Linked DNA regions of Sus scrofa: region 1 is linked to region 2. A link is a contact called in public Hi-C data. All regions are on one chromosome and are shown on one strand. The core of a region is the stretch at or near the end of the contact, and the rest is flanking DNA. Distances in the headings are between cores, read along the strand shown.

The links. A called contact is a pair of places that touch in the nucleus more often than the background predicts.
Region 1: a contact with region 2 is called in a Hi-C map of liver, with 2.1 times the contacts expected there. The contact joins two enhancer-like sites. A contact is called at or near these places in 4 of 47 Hi-C or Micro-C datasets (liver and skeletal muscle).

What each region holds. Positions count from the first base shown.
Region 1 is chr12:44,534,700-44,540,677 of Sscrofa11.1, reverse strand. NLK (serine/threonine-protein kinase NLK) reads right to left here. Exons shown (of 11, transcript XM_021067474.1): 7 at 5,345-5,446. Among named protein-coding and RNA genes, the nearest start is that of TMEM97, 66 kb to the left of the region's middle. Within about 2 kb of position 4,402, at least 5 of the 83 cell types and tissues checked have an H3K27ac peak or open chromatin away from gene starts, as enhancers often do. A contact at or near this core is called in liver, where this site is marked.
Region 2 is chr12:44,346,954-44,352,845 of Sscrofa11.1, reverse strand. No RefSeq gene overlaps it. Among named protein-coding and RNA genes, the nearest start is that of NLK, 53 kb to the left of the region's middle. Within about 2 kb of position 1,850, at least 6 of the 83 cell types and tissues checked have an H3K27ac peak or open chromatin away from gene starts, as enhancers often do. A contact at or near this core is called in liver, where this site is marked.

The DNA.
Region 1 (5,978 bases), core at 3,153-5,652, 190 kb before region 2:
TTCAACACCTAGCTGAGAACTTCCATATGCCGCAGGTGCAGCCCTAAAAAAAGGACACACACACAAAAAGGCATAGAGAAAAAGAAGAGTTAGTTACACAGTACCTCTCCAGAATGATAACCATTAGTAATGGCTCCACAGGAAAGATGTAACACTAGAAATGCTGCTTCCCCCCACTCCCCATTTTTGGCCACCCCACAGCATATGGAGTTGTCTGGCCAGGAACCAGATCCAAGCTGTAGTCACAACCGATGCTGCAGCTGCAGCAATGCTCGATCCTTAACCCACTGCACTGGGCTAGGGATTGAACCTGCGTCCTGACTGCAGAGATGCCGCCGATCCTGCTCTGCCCCAGCGGGAACTCCGATATGGTGCATTTCTAATTCCATTTCTTCCCCTCTAATTTACCAACCCACTTGGGTTCAGGGTACAAGAATCTAGAGAAGTTTATAATATTTCTCATCAAGTATAAGAGAATCAATTTGAATAAGAGAAAAAAATAGAATGCTTAGGAATATGCTCTAAATATCTCATTTGGAAAAAAGTTTTTGCCAATTCCCCTAACACTCACACACATTAGTTCTCTCATTAAAATATACCCATCCATTTTCTGTTTGTTCTGCAAGTTTATAAGTCATTTAGACAACGTAGGAGTGAGTGGGTGCCAGTGCTGAATCACGAGGACAGGAAGGGTTATAAAGAGTGCTCTGTTAATGACTATGATTAATTGCCAGTGAAACGAAGCAAGGATGAGCTTCCGGACCTGGGTGAGAGTCCCTAGATGGCGTGCCACAGTCATCATGAGCCAACTGCAGAGTGTGGTCACTGCAGCAGAGGAGGCCAGGTTAAGCAAGGCCTGTTAGCTGTTCCTAACAGTTTTCACCTGGCAGGAGAGACACCACAATTGTGCCTGCAGAGTGAATTGAGTTGCACCATGTGCAGTGCATTAGAGCAAGCACTCTGGGGTTAATACAAATGAAACCTCCATCTGAAAAGAAGTTTGTTTTTAATTTTTTATTAGAATATAGTTGACTTATAATATTGTGCCAATTTCTGCCATACAGCAAAGTGACCCAGTCATACATAAAAATACATTTCCTTTCTTATATTATCTTCCATCATGGTCTATCCCAGGAGATTGGATATAATTCCCTGTGCTATACAGTAGGACCTCACTGCTTATCCATTCTTTTTTTTTTTTTTTTTTTTTTTTTTTTTTTGTCTTTTTGTCTTTTTGTTGTTGTTGTTGTTGTTGCTATTTCTTGGGCCGCTCCCGCGGCATATGGAGGTTCCCAGGCTAGGGGTTGAATTGGAGCTGTAGCCACCGGCCTACGCCAGAGCCACAGCAACACGGGATCCGAGCCACGTCTGCAACCTACACCACAGCTCACGGCAACGCCGGATCATTTACCCACTGAGCAAGGGCAGGGACCGAACCCGCAACCTCATGGTTCCTAGTCGGATTCGTTAACCACTGCGCCACGACGGGAACTCCTATCCATTCTAACTGTAACAGTTTGCATGGAGTTTGCAACTCCTAGTCCATCCCACTCCCTCCCCCTTCCCCTTGGTGCCCACAAGTCTGTTGCTACGTCTGAGTCTGTTTCTGTTCATTTGTGCCATATTTTAGATTCTGCATTTAAGTTCTATCATGTTATTTGTTTTTCTCTTTCTGACCTACTTTCCTTAGTATGATAATCTCTGGTTGCATCCATGTTGCTGCAAATGGCATTATTTTGTTTTTATGGCCGAGCAGTATTCCACTGTATATATGTACACATTTTCTTCATCCATTCATCTGTCGATGGACATTTAGGTTGTTTGCATGTCTTGGCCATTGTGAATAGGGCTGATATGAACATGCAGATGTATGTATCTTTTTGAATTATAGTTTTGTCTGGATATATGCCCAAGAGTGGGATTGCTGGATCATATGGTAGTTCTATATTTAGTTTTCTGAGGAAACTCTATACTGTTTTCCATAGTGGTTGTACCAATTTATGCTCCCACCAAAGTGTAGGACAGTTCCAAGAAGTTTGAATTGAATGAACTCTGTAGCATACTCTGATTCTCTTAACTGTAAGATAAGGTCTCTGTTAGGAGACAAGACTATTTCTACCTCAGTGAAAGTATTTTACCTATTTCTGACACAACTAGCTGAGAATAGTTAAGTAAAAATGAAGATCTACATCTTATAAAAGATGAACAAAGCAACTAAGGGCTGAAAATAGACTTTTCAATTTTATTAACAGGGCCATGCCTCAACAGGTATCTGTCTTAATAGACACCCGGGCCATGGCAGCTAAGATTCCCTTCATCCAAGATTTTGAGTTGCAGAAAAGAGACAAATTAAAAAAGGAGTTCCCGTCGTGGCGCAATGGTTAACGAATCCGACTAGGAACCATGAGGTTGCGGATTCGATCCCTGGCCTTGCTCAGTGGGTTAAGGATCCGGTGCTGCCGTGAGCTATGGTGTAGGTTGCAGACTCGGCTCGGATCCAGTGTTGCTGTGGCTGTGGTGTAGGCTGGTGGCTACAGCTCCAATTAGACCCTAGCCCAGGATCCTCCATATGCCGCAGGAGAAGCCCTAGAAAAGACAAAAAAAAAACCAAAAACCATACAGTTTTTTTGTCTGCCCATCATTTCCTGACCTTTAGGGAAACATTCCCTTTCTAGCTCTCAAATCAAGAGGTTTGGCTGGGCTTGATTTCAATCTCCCAGCTCTAAGAATGGGCACCTGACCCAGGCTTGGCCAATCAGATGATATATTACTAGTTCCAGGATGGAAACATGGCCTAAAACAGGTTGGGAACAGCCAATGGAATGGCTAACCTACCAAGACCCCCAAGTCCTTTATCCTTTATCTACTTTTATTATATGGGATAGAAGAGACACATTTTTAAAGCCTGTCTTGCATCTGGGAGGCCACATTATCACACAGTTCTGGATAATGACATACAAGTAGAGGTCTGGTAGGCAGGCTTCTAGGAAAACTTTTGCTTTCCTGATAAAGGGAATAGATACTGCTAGTGCTCCCTCATTCCTCATTTTCCTGCTTTGAATATGGATATGATTTCTGGACAAGCCATTTTGTGACCACGAAGCAATAAGCAAGAGAGTATGATCAACATTCTAAAGATGGCAGAGCAGAAAGGAAGGAAAAAAATTAGATCTTCCATGCCGTAATTGAGGTGCTATGCCACCATCAGACTGCCTACCTCTGGGTCTTCATGATATGAGGAAAAAATAAACTTCTATTTCTTTAAGCTATTATAAGCAAGGTTTTCTACGACTCATAACAAAACACATTCCTAACTGAATCAGAAGGCTTCAAGATATTTTTCTGGATCTATTTGGGAAAGCTCTTTCCTGAAGGATTGATATGCTAATACAATATAGGCTTAGACTGCTAGTTCCATTTTTGCAAAACACATGGGGGAAAGCTGGTCTGAAAATGAAGCCAATACACAGGGAAACAGAACATAAGAGAGTCAGATTCCTGGCACAAAACATCACGTGACTACCTGAATCTGGCAGAGCCTGAAGTCAGTGGTAGCTCAAGACTTTTCAGTGATAAGAGCCAGTAAGTTCCTTTTTTGCTTAAGTCAGGTTTTGGGTCCCCCCCCCCTTTTTTTCCTTAGATGTGTCTGTGGCATGCAGAAGTTCCTGGGCCAGGGACTGAACCTGAGTCATGGCAATAACAATGAGTTCTTAACTGCTAGGCCACCAGGGAACTTCATGCTTAAGTCAGTTTTAACTTAAACTAGAAAGAGTCCTGAGTGATATACCACATGGAAGTATATATGTCAATCAACCAACATTAAGTATATTGAGGCAGTAATCTGTGACCTTAAGAAGACAGCCAATTAGGGTCTCCTTCTGTGTATGTATATTTATATTTTTTAAAAGGTTCCAACAAATAGAACATATGTTTCTGTCTATATGAATGTATGTAAATAAATACATAGAAAAATGTCTGGAAAGATATTCTCAAATTAAACCAAAAGACACTAGGATGGCATGTGAGGGGTAGCTAAGGATGTCTAACTCTTTGTAAAATTTTTATTTTATAGGTACTCACGTAGTATTTGCACATATACAAATGAATTTTTTAAAAAAATCTGCTTTGAAGGTACATGTGCCAGGTATTGATAAATTAGCATTCCCGATACTGACCAATAAATTGAACATAAAAGATCTTGTTCATTTCTTCTATTAATATAGAACCTTCCTCTAGGTGAGCTTTACTGTGCTCTTCTCCGGGTGTCAGGGCCCATGTTATTTCATGTGTATAAACTAAATGCAATAGAAGGATATGACCAGCAGGGGGCTATATAAACACCAGCACCTCCATCTCTAGTAGTAAATCTACACTTACTGGTTCGGGCTGGTTTTAGAAGATAACGCGTTTGACCCAATGCCCTTTTTGCCTGTGTAAATATAAACTCTGGACTCATATGAGAATCACAGAGAGGGAACGACAAGGGAAAGGCAAGGCCTTGACCAATTGGCTGGTGGGTGATTTGAGAGAAGTGTCAAACTTGGTCTGTCCTTTGGTCCAAAAATTAGATCGACCAGATCTAATGATCAAGCAGATTATCTAAATGCCCAGTTTAAAAGAAAGCAAGGCAAAGCCCAGGAGAGTTCGTTGCCAAGTCTTCTTGTTCAAACCCTCTCTTGTCTATTTTGGTTTGTTGATCCTAGAAAAGCACTCCCCTTACTCTTCACATCATTAAGCTGTTTTGTCCAAGGGAGATTAGGAAAGTGCTTCTAAAAAATGCTGTTAAATCAACAGGATGGAGGTAATAACCATTTTGTCTTTCTCAGCAGTGACTTGGCTGGTGGCAAGTAATACTGATCAGTGCAAATCTGGCAATGCTTTCATACTTCTAACAACATTCACATCTGATTCTGTGTTTGTGGCAAGAGTGCAACAGAAACAGCTTCACCTTTCTGGCTGGAATAAGAGATACCAGGTATTTTGGCTCAGTATACGGAAAGGATACCTTGATATACATGCATGAGGTTGTGGCACTGAGGTCAAAGCTCTACCCCCAATAACTTCCCCCAGACACATCAAAAACCAGGAGACAAAAGCCAGGGGTCATTTATTAGCAAAGGGGCTACAAAATATTTACTTTCTTCTACAGCACTGGGAATCACTATATTTAATTTGGTTTGACAAATATTTTAACATTTTCTTACTTATGGCCGTAACATCAAAAAATAAATAAAACCTACAAGTAATGTTTTTGTTTAAAGATTCTCACTTCATTATTCAGTTGGCGGGAAGCTCTGCCCAAACAGATGGTTACCAAATACAGAGCCCCTCCCTCTGCTTTTACCTGTTTATGAGGACCCCTGAGTATGTGTGCCTTAGCGCCTTCACAAGCCGTCCTCATTGCTTCCAGCGATGGTGTGCCCAAGAGATCTGTGATCAAATCCAACTACGAGGAAACATGAAATACAGACGGAGGGTAAGCGCACGGAAACAACTTCTCATTACCCTTAAAGCCTGAGAGATGAGGACCAAATTTTGGGGGGAAAACCTTAAGGCAAATTCCAGATTAATTGGTAGAAGCCCCTACTCTCACTTTCTAGGCTATTAAAAAAAAAAAAAAGAAATGTTTACTATGAATCCATGTGATAAAAGTATAGAAAACAGGGAGTTCCTGTTGTGGCTCAGTGATAATGAACCTGACTAGAATCCATGAGGATGAGGGTTCAATCCCTGACCTTGCTCAGTGGGTTAAGGACCTAGCATTGCTGTGAACTGTGGTGTAGGTCAAAGATGCGCTTGGACCTGGTGTTGCTGTGGCTTCGGTGTAAGCCAGCAGCTGCAGCTCTGATTCAACCCCCTAGCCTGGGAACTTCCATATGCCATAGGTGTGGCCTAAAAAAAAAAAAAAAAAATACCCTTTACATTCTAGTTTTGCTAGAAATCTCTTATGCTGGAGAAAACTGTGGTACTCAGAAAAC
Region 2 (5,892 bases), core at 601-3,100:
AGACATTCACTGAATAGGAAACAGGAGGAAATGCAGTTGGGGGCAAGAAGAGGTCAGAGCAAGATGATGAGCTCATAGGTTCAGAATTGGCCAGACTGTGATCTAATTTGGGCTCCTTTGGGTCTTGGTGTCCCCATTTCTTGTGCCTTCCCTGGAAGCTCAAAACCTCCACAACCTTCCCATGAGAACTATGAGGCTGGGCCTAAGGGCTCCAAGATCTCGGTGGAAATGGGAAGATGTAGTTGGAGAATGGATGACACCCAGGCATAAAATTTTTGGTCCACTGCGTCAAAGACTCTCTAAAACAATGCAACCACGGATTCTGTCTCTTCGCATACCAGGATATGGAAGCTTTGCAGGAAAACCAAGTTGTATTATAATTATAGGCTTTTAAGTAAGCATCGTGAGTGACATTTAGCCCCAAACAATGAGATGTTGAAGACCTTAGTGCTTTTCCTCCCGTTCATGGAGTAAAATCAGACTCAGCAGAATTCAGGGTCTTTTAAACAGATTTGGAATGTGACTCTGAGCCAGGGTGCCTGCCACTTTACAGAGTAAATTATCAAGGCAATAAGAGGCTGGAACTTCAGCCTGGGGAAGTGGTTAATTGCTTTGCCCTCTAGTTATTGTTCTGGTCCTCTGTTTACTGTAGAGGGTAGCCTTTCAAGAGAGGGGCTATAAATTTCATGGCAGGGGGAACCAACGTGGGGATACGGTCGAGGTAGGAAAGGCAAGCAGTGATTGATGCTGAGGTTAATTATCAATCCTGGGAAATAGGTACCTTTTTTAAGCAGTGCTGTCTCGCTTCCTTCCCTTTTGGCTTCTTCTTGTGTTCTCACTTCCCCTCCCTGGCTCATACAGACACGCGTTTACCCATCAGCCAGGCACACACTCAGGAAAACCTCATCCGGCCATTGCTTTAAATGGATGTTTGCATGCAAGGTCCGTAGGCATGGATCTTATTAATCTAGGTCCTTAAAAAGAGGATGCCTGGGGAGTTCCCATCGTGGCTCAGCGGAAATGAATCTGACTAGCCTCCATGAGGACACAGGTTCGATCCCTGGCCTTGCTCAGTGGGTTAAGGATCCGGCATGGCCGTGAGCTGTGGTGTGGGTCGCAGACGTGGCTTGGATATGGTGTGCCTGTGGCTCTGGTGTAGGTCGATGGCTACAGCTCCGATTCGACCCCTAGTCTGGAAACCTCCATATGCCGCAGGTGCGGCCCAAAAAAAAAAGGAAAGAAAGAAAGGAAGAAAGAAAAGAGGATGCCTGGTTTGAAGGAGCAAATGTCAGGAGGAAGCAGATGACTGTATTGATTTCGTATACCTCTCACGCCTGCCCCACTCTGTCCTGGGATTCTTGCTGTTGTCACTATTTCTCGATCTCTTGTCCTGGGTGTTAAGCTGGACAGAATGTACCAGTTCTGAGAAGCTGACAGGCAAAGGCTGGCAGCATTCACATGACTTCGGCTGTTGGGGCGGAGGCGGAGGTGGCTGCTGCCGCTGCTGCTGCGGGTGTTACCTGGTGGGTGGGGTGGTGGAGAGACAGGTGGGTTCTTTCGCACGCCGAGTGTTTGTGAAGGCGTTTTGTGCTCAGGCGCTGTTTGTGTCTTTGCCTTGCAAGCTGTTGGATGCCTCTGCTCCGACAGAGGCCAGTTCCCCATCCAGAGGCTCTGCTTAAGTACTGCCTTAGGAAGTGTCACCTGGGCCCTCTCTCCAGCATGTCCTCCCTGGCAGGGAGCAGGCGTGCAGACAGCCAGGACTCTTCTGACAGCGCGGGCACCAGGAGCCAGGGACCGAGCCACGCCTGAAGGCCAGGGATCCAGTCAAGGGCAGTCAGTTCTGGGCTGGGCTGGCAGCTGGGTCCAGAGTCCAGGGGTCAGAGAGGTGGCCAGAGGGTCCCGCCGGCAGTGGGAGTGGGAGTTCTGCTCCATGGGCCCAGACCACGTGCTGCTGGCCCCATTGGCACTGCCCGTGGAGTGGGTGGTTATAGCCAGCAGGCTGGTGATCTGCCGCTGAAGCACGTCTGATTCAGGGGAGGCTGGAGGTACCAGAACAGCATTTCCCAAAGTCCGTTCCACTGGACATGAATGCTGTGAAACCTAAAAAGGATGAAAGCATTCTGGGGTTAGAGAAATGGAAGAAACACTGAGTTAAAAAGAAATAAATCGCTTTACTGAAAAACTGTTCAAACTTAAAATTTGCTGAAGTGTGGCAAACTTTTAGGCAGAAATTAGAATATACAGTGTTTTCCAGAACTATTTGACTCTGGAAACTTTCCTTGGTATAGCATCTCTTGGGGCAAGGGTGCCCTCAGACATGCTTAGGGAAACACTCCCTGTGCCTTCCTTGCATCCTGAGTTTATGTGACCGGGCTGGATGCTGAGAGCCTGGTACCTGGCCGGTGGATTTTTGAATCCAGCCTTTGGTGGGGCTACTCTAGGCTTTCTCACCATATCAGTCAATGACTATGTCGGAGAGCGTCTTCTGGGAACCCAGACCTCTTAGTATTAAAACAAGACTGAAAATCTCAGGCGGCTTTGCTCAGAAGCGCAAAGGGGACTTCAGGTAGTGAAGCAGGCGGGGTAGCGAAGAGCCGCCAGCCTGTCGTGGTGGTGGTGGTGGTGGCGGTGGCGCTGGTGGTGAGTGACCTCAGCCTTGAACAGCAGAGAGAGCAGAGTTTGTGTGAAGATGAGTCAGCCAAGGGGGTGAGGTCAACATCGCAGGGCTGGGTCAAAGGGAACAGGATGGCATAGTGGTAGCAAACTGGGTTCAAGAATTGGAGAGACCTCCCATCCTGGCTCGAGTCCTCACTGGATGTGGAATCCAGGCCAGTTTCTTAATCACACGGAGCCTGTTTTCGTATCTATAAAATGGGGTTAATACTAGTACCTCCCTCCCAGGGTATGTGTGGGAAATAAATGAGACAGTACCTGTTAATCACTTCCCAGATAACCAGCTACAAGTTGGGAGCTCAATGCATGTTTTTTCGTTTTGTTTTTGTTTTTTTAAAGATCTGACATGGGGAGTTCCCACTGTGGTGCAGCAAGTTAAGGATCCAGCCTTTTCACTGCAGCAGTATGGGTTGCTGCTGTGGTGTAGGTTCGGTCCCTGGCCTGGGAACTTCCACATGCCGGGGGGTATAGCCAAAAAAAAAAAAAAAAAAAAAAGTTCTGATGTGGGAACAAATATGTCAGCTGACAAAAGGGACCAAGGAATGAGTGTCCACTGCTGTGCCAGGAAGGCACAGGGACAGGGTGGGTAAGTGGACGGGGGATGGACGGACGCTGGAAGGATGCAGTTACCTTGGTGCATCCAGCATGACTGAGTTGAAGGAAGGAGAGAGGTGTCAGGTAGAATTAGAATTAGTTTTCTGCTTCTGAAACTTGGGCTGACTTGGCTTTGCTCTGACCGGTCAGTGTACAGATGGGAAGAAACCACCCACACAGGCAGTTCGCTCTGACCTGTGCCATTTGGAGTCTAGACTCCCTTGACATGCCAGGCTGGTCATGCAACTGGCCTGGGGGCTGGGAGCTGGATCCCTGCCACCAGAAGCCTGGCATCAACTCATCAGAGGGAAAGAAAAGGTCAACGGCATTTGGGGATGCCTGGAACTTAGTGACCCGAGCTATAAGGTCACCTACGCAACCCTCTGGCTGTCCAGTCCCACCTCCAGAGGTGAGTCACATCTGGGGGTAGGGGCAGTAATGAGCAGCTGCTTCTCCCCCTCTCTGTGTGCAGCGCTGCCTCCAGGATGGGCACAGGCAATTTGAGGAAATATTCTGAGGATTTAAGGTGAGGCCTGAATGTGGTGAAGCTGCTCACACCACATGAAGGGAAACAGAGGAACCGCTGGCTTGTGAGTGGTTAAAGCCACACCCGGCCCATTTCAAAGAGCATCTGGGACTTCCTATCGTGGCTCGGTGGCAATGAACCCAACTAGGATCCATGAGGACACAGGTTCGATCCCTGGCCTCCCTCAGTGGGTTAAGGATCCATACGCTGCCGTGTAAGCCCCAGACACAGCTGGGATCCTGTGTGGCTGTGGCTGTGGCTGTGGCCAGCAGATGCATCTCCTCACCTGGGAACCTCCATGTGCCATGGGTACAGCCCTCAAAAGACAAAAGACAACAACAACAACAGCCAGAAAGAGCGTTCTTCGTGGAGTGGAAAGCTTCCCGGCCAGTCCCTGCCTGGTTCTTTGAGGGGCGGCAGGTGAGTGAGGGGCTGGCAAGTCTGTTTAGTGGAGTTTACCGAGTGACATTGTGCAGGCCCTGGAGAGGGTTCTTTCTTGGTTGGAGGATGTGGGTCCAGCAGTACTTAAACCAGAAACAGCAGCAATAGCCAACTTACTGTGTATGAGCTTCCTACGCACTAACTCAACACTACGGGGAAGTTTTCTCATTGGCCTCATTCTGCAGACGGGGAAACTGAGCCAAGGACAGGTTGAATCACTTGCTAGAAGTCATATTAGTATTAAGAACCAGGATTTGAACCCAAGCAGTAGAGCTCCAGAGCTTAGGTACTGAACCACTGTGCTACTTCAGGATTTTGTAGAAATGGAATTGAGTGGTGGGCGAGATGAGATCCATGGAACAGAGTGTGCGCTCCTCACTTGACTTGATCTGAGCCCTGGGAGCCAGGGTTGCGGGAGGCCCGGCTGGCTCAAGAATGAGTTCAGGCCAGAAGTGAATCTCTGCTGCTCAACGGTCTTGCAGACAGATGCAAAGAACCACAGAAGCAGCTCGGGTGCATTTTCCCGAGTCAGCTGCTTGTGGTCTTTGCCAGTGTCTATTGTCTATTCGGGTGGTGGGAGATAAGGGCTTCTCCTGGTCCTGCACCTGGTCCCAGGTGTTTCAGGGATGAGAGGATTCTGATTCCCAGGAAGGAGGGAAGGGGCACTAGCTTTAAAGCGACACAGGCTCACCAGGGCTTGACATCTAGCTCTAAATTGCGATAACTGGAGTTCCCACGGTGGCGCCACGGGATCTGTAGCATCTCTGAAGCACCAAAATGCAGGTTCGATCCCTGGTCCAACACGATGGGTTAAGGATCCAGGGTTGCAACTGCAGCTCAGATCTGATCCCTGGCCCAGGAACTCTATGTGCCGTGGGGCGGCCAAAAGGAAAAAATAATAAATAAATAAATTAAATAGTAAGTAAATAAATTCATTAAAAAAGAAATTGCAGTAACTGTGTGACTTTGGGAAAGGTAATTAACCTCTCTGGGCCCCATCTGTAAAATAGGGATGATGATACATATCTCATGGTATAATTTTTTTAATTGACGTGTGGTTGATTTACTGCTCATAGCATTATCATGAGCATGAAATAGATGAGGAATACGTATTGTACGGTGCCTGGGGCGTGGCGGGTGCTCAGTGTAAGTGCCCCCCCTGTGCTTGCTCGCTTGTCCCTCTTTCCTAGAAAAATGTGGTTCTCTATGGTGGAAAAAAAGGAGAAAAAGAAAAAAAGAGCAAGAGAAAGGCTGTGCACCTGCAGAGCCTGCAACCTTCCTCAAATGTCTGTGGCAAAGGAGAAAGTTATTTCTGACCCCAGTTGTGCTTAGAAAGGACGGGGTTACAACGAGAAGCCCGCTGGCCCTGCCTGGCTGTTTTTCTGCGGTCACACCCAGCATGGCATCGATTCTGCTCCAGAAACTGGCACCAGAGACTGCACCCAGGCAGGATGGGGCTGAGGTGAATCCGAAGGGATGGTCAGGACCCTGGGCACCTTCAAGAGGGCTGAGACCAGAGAGGGTACCCTGGAGGCCCTGACCAGAGGAAGAGGATGGGGTGGTGACCACCCCTGGCAGCCTCTCCCCCAGACACCAGCCACAGTGGGGTCCCGGGCTCAGCCCGCAGCTGCTCCCTCCCTTCTCTTGTCCTTCCCAGA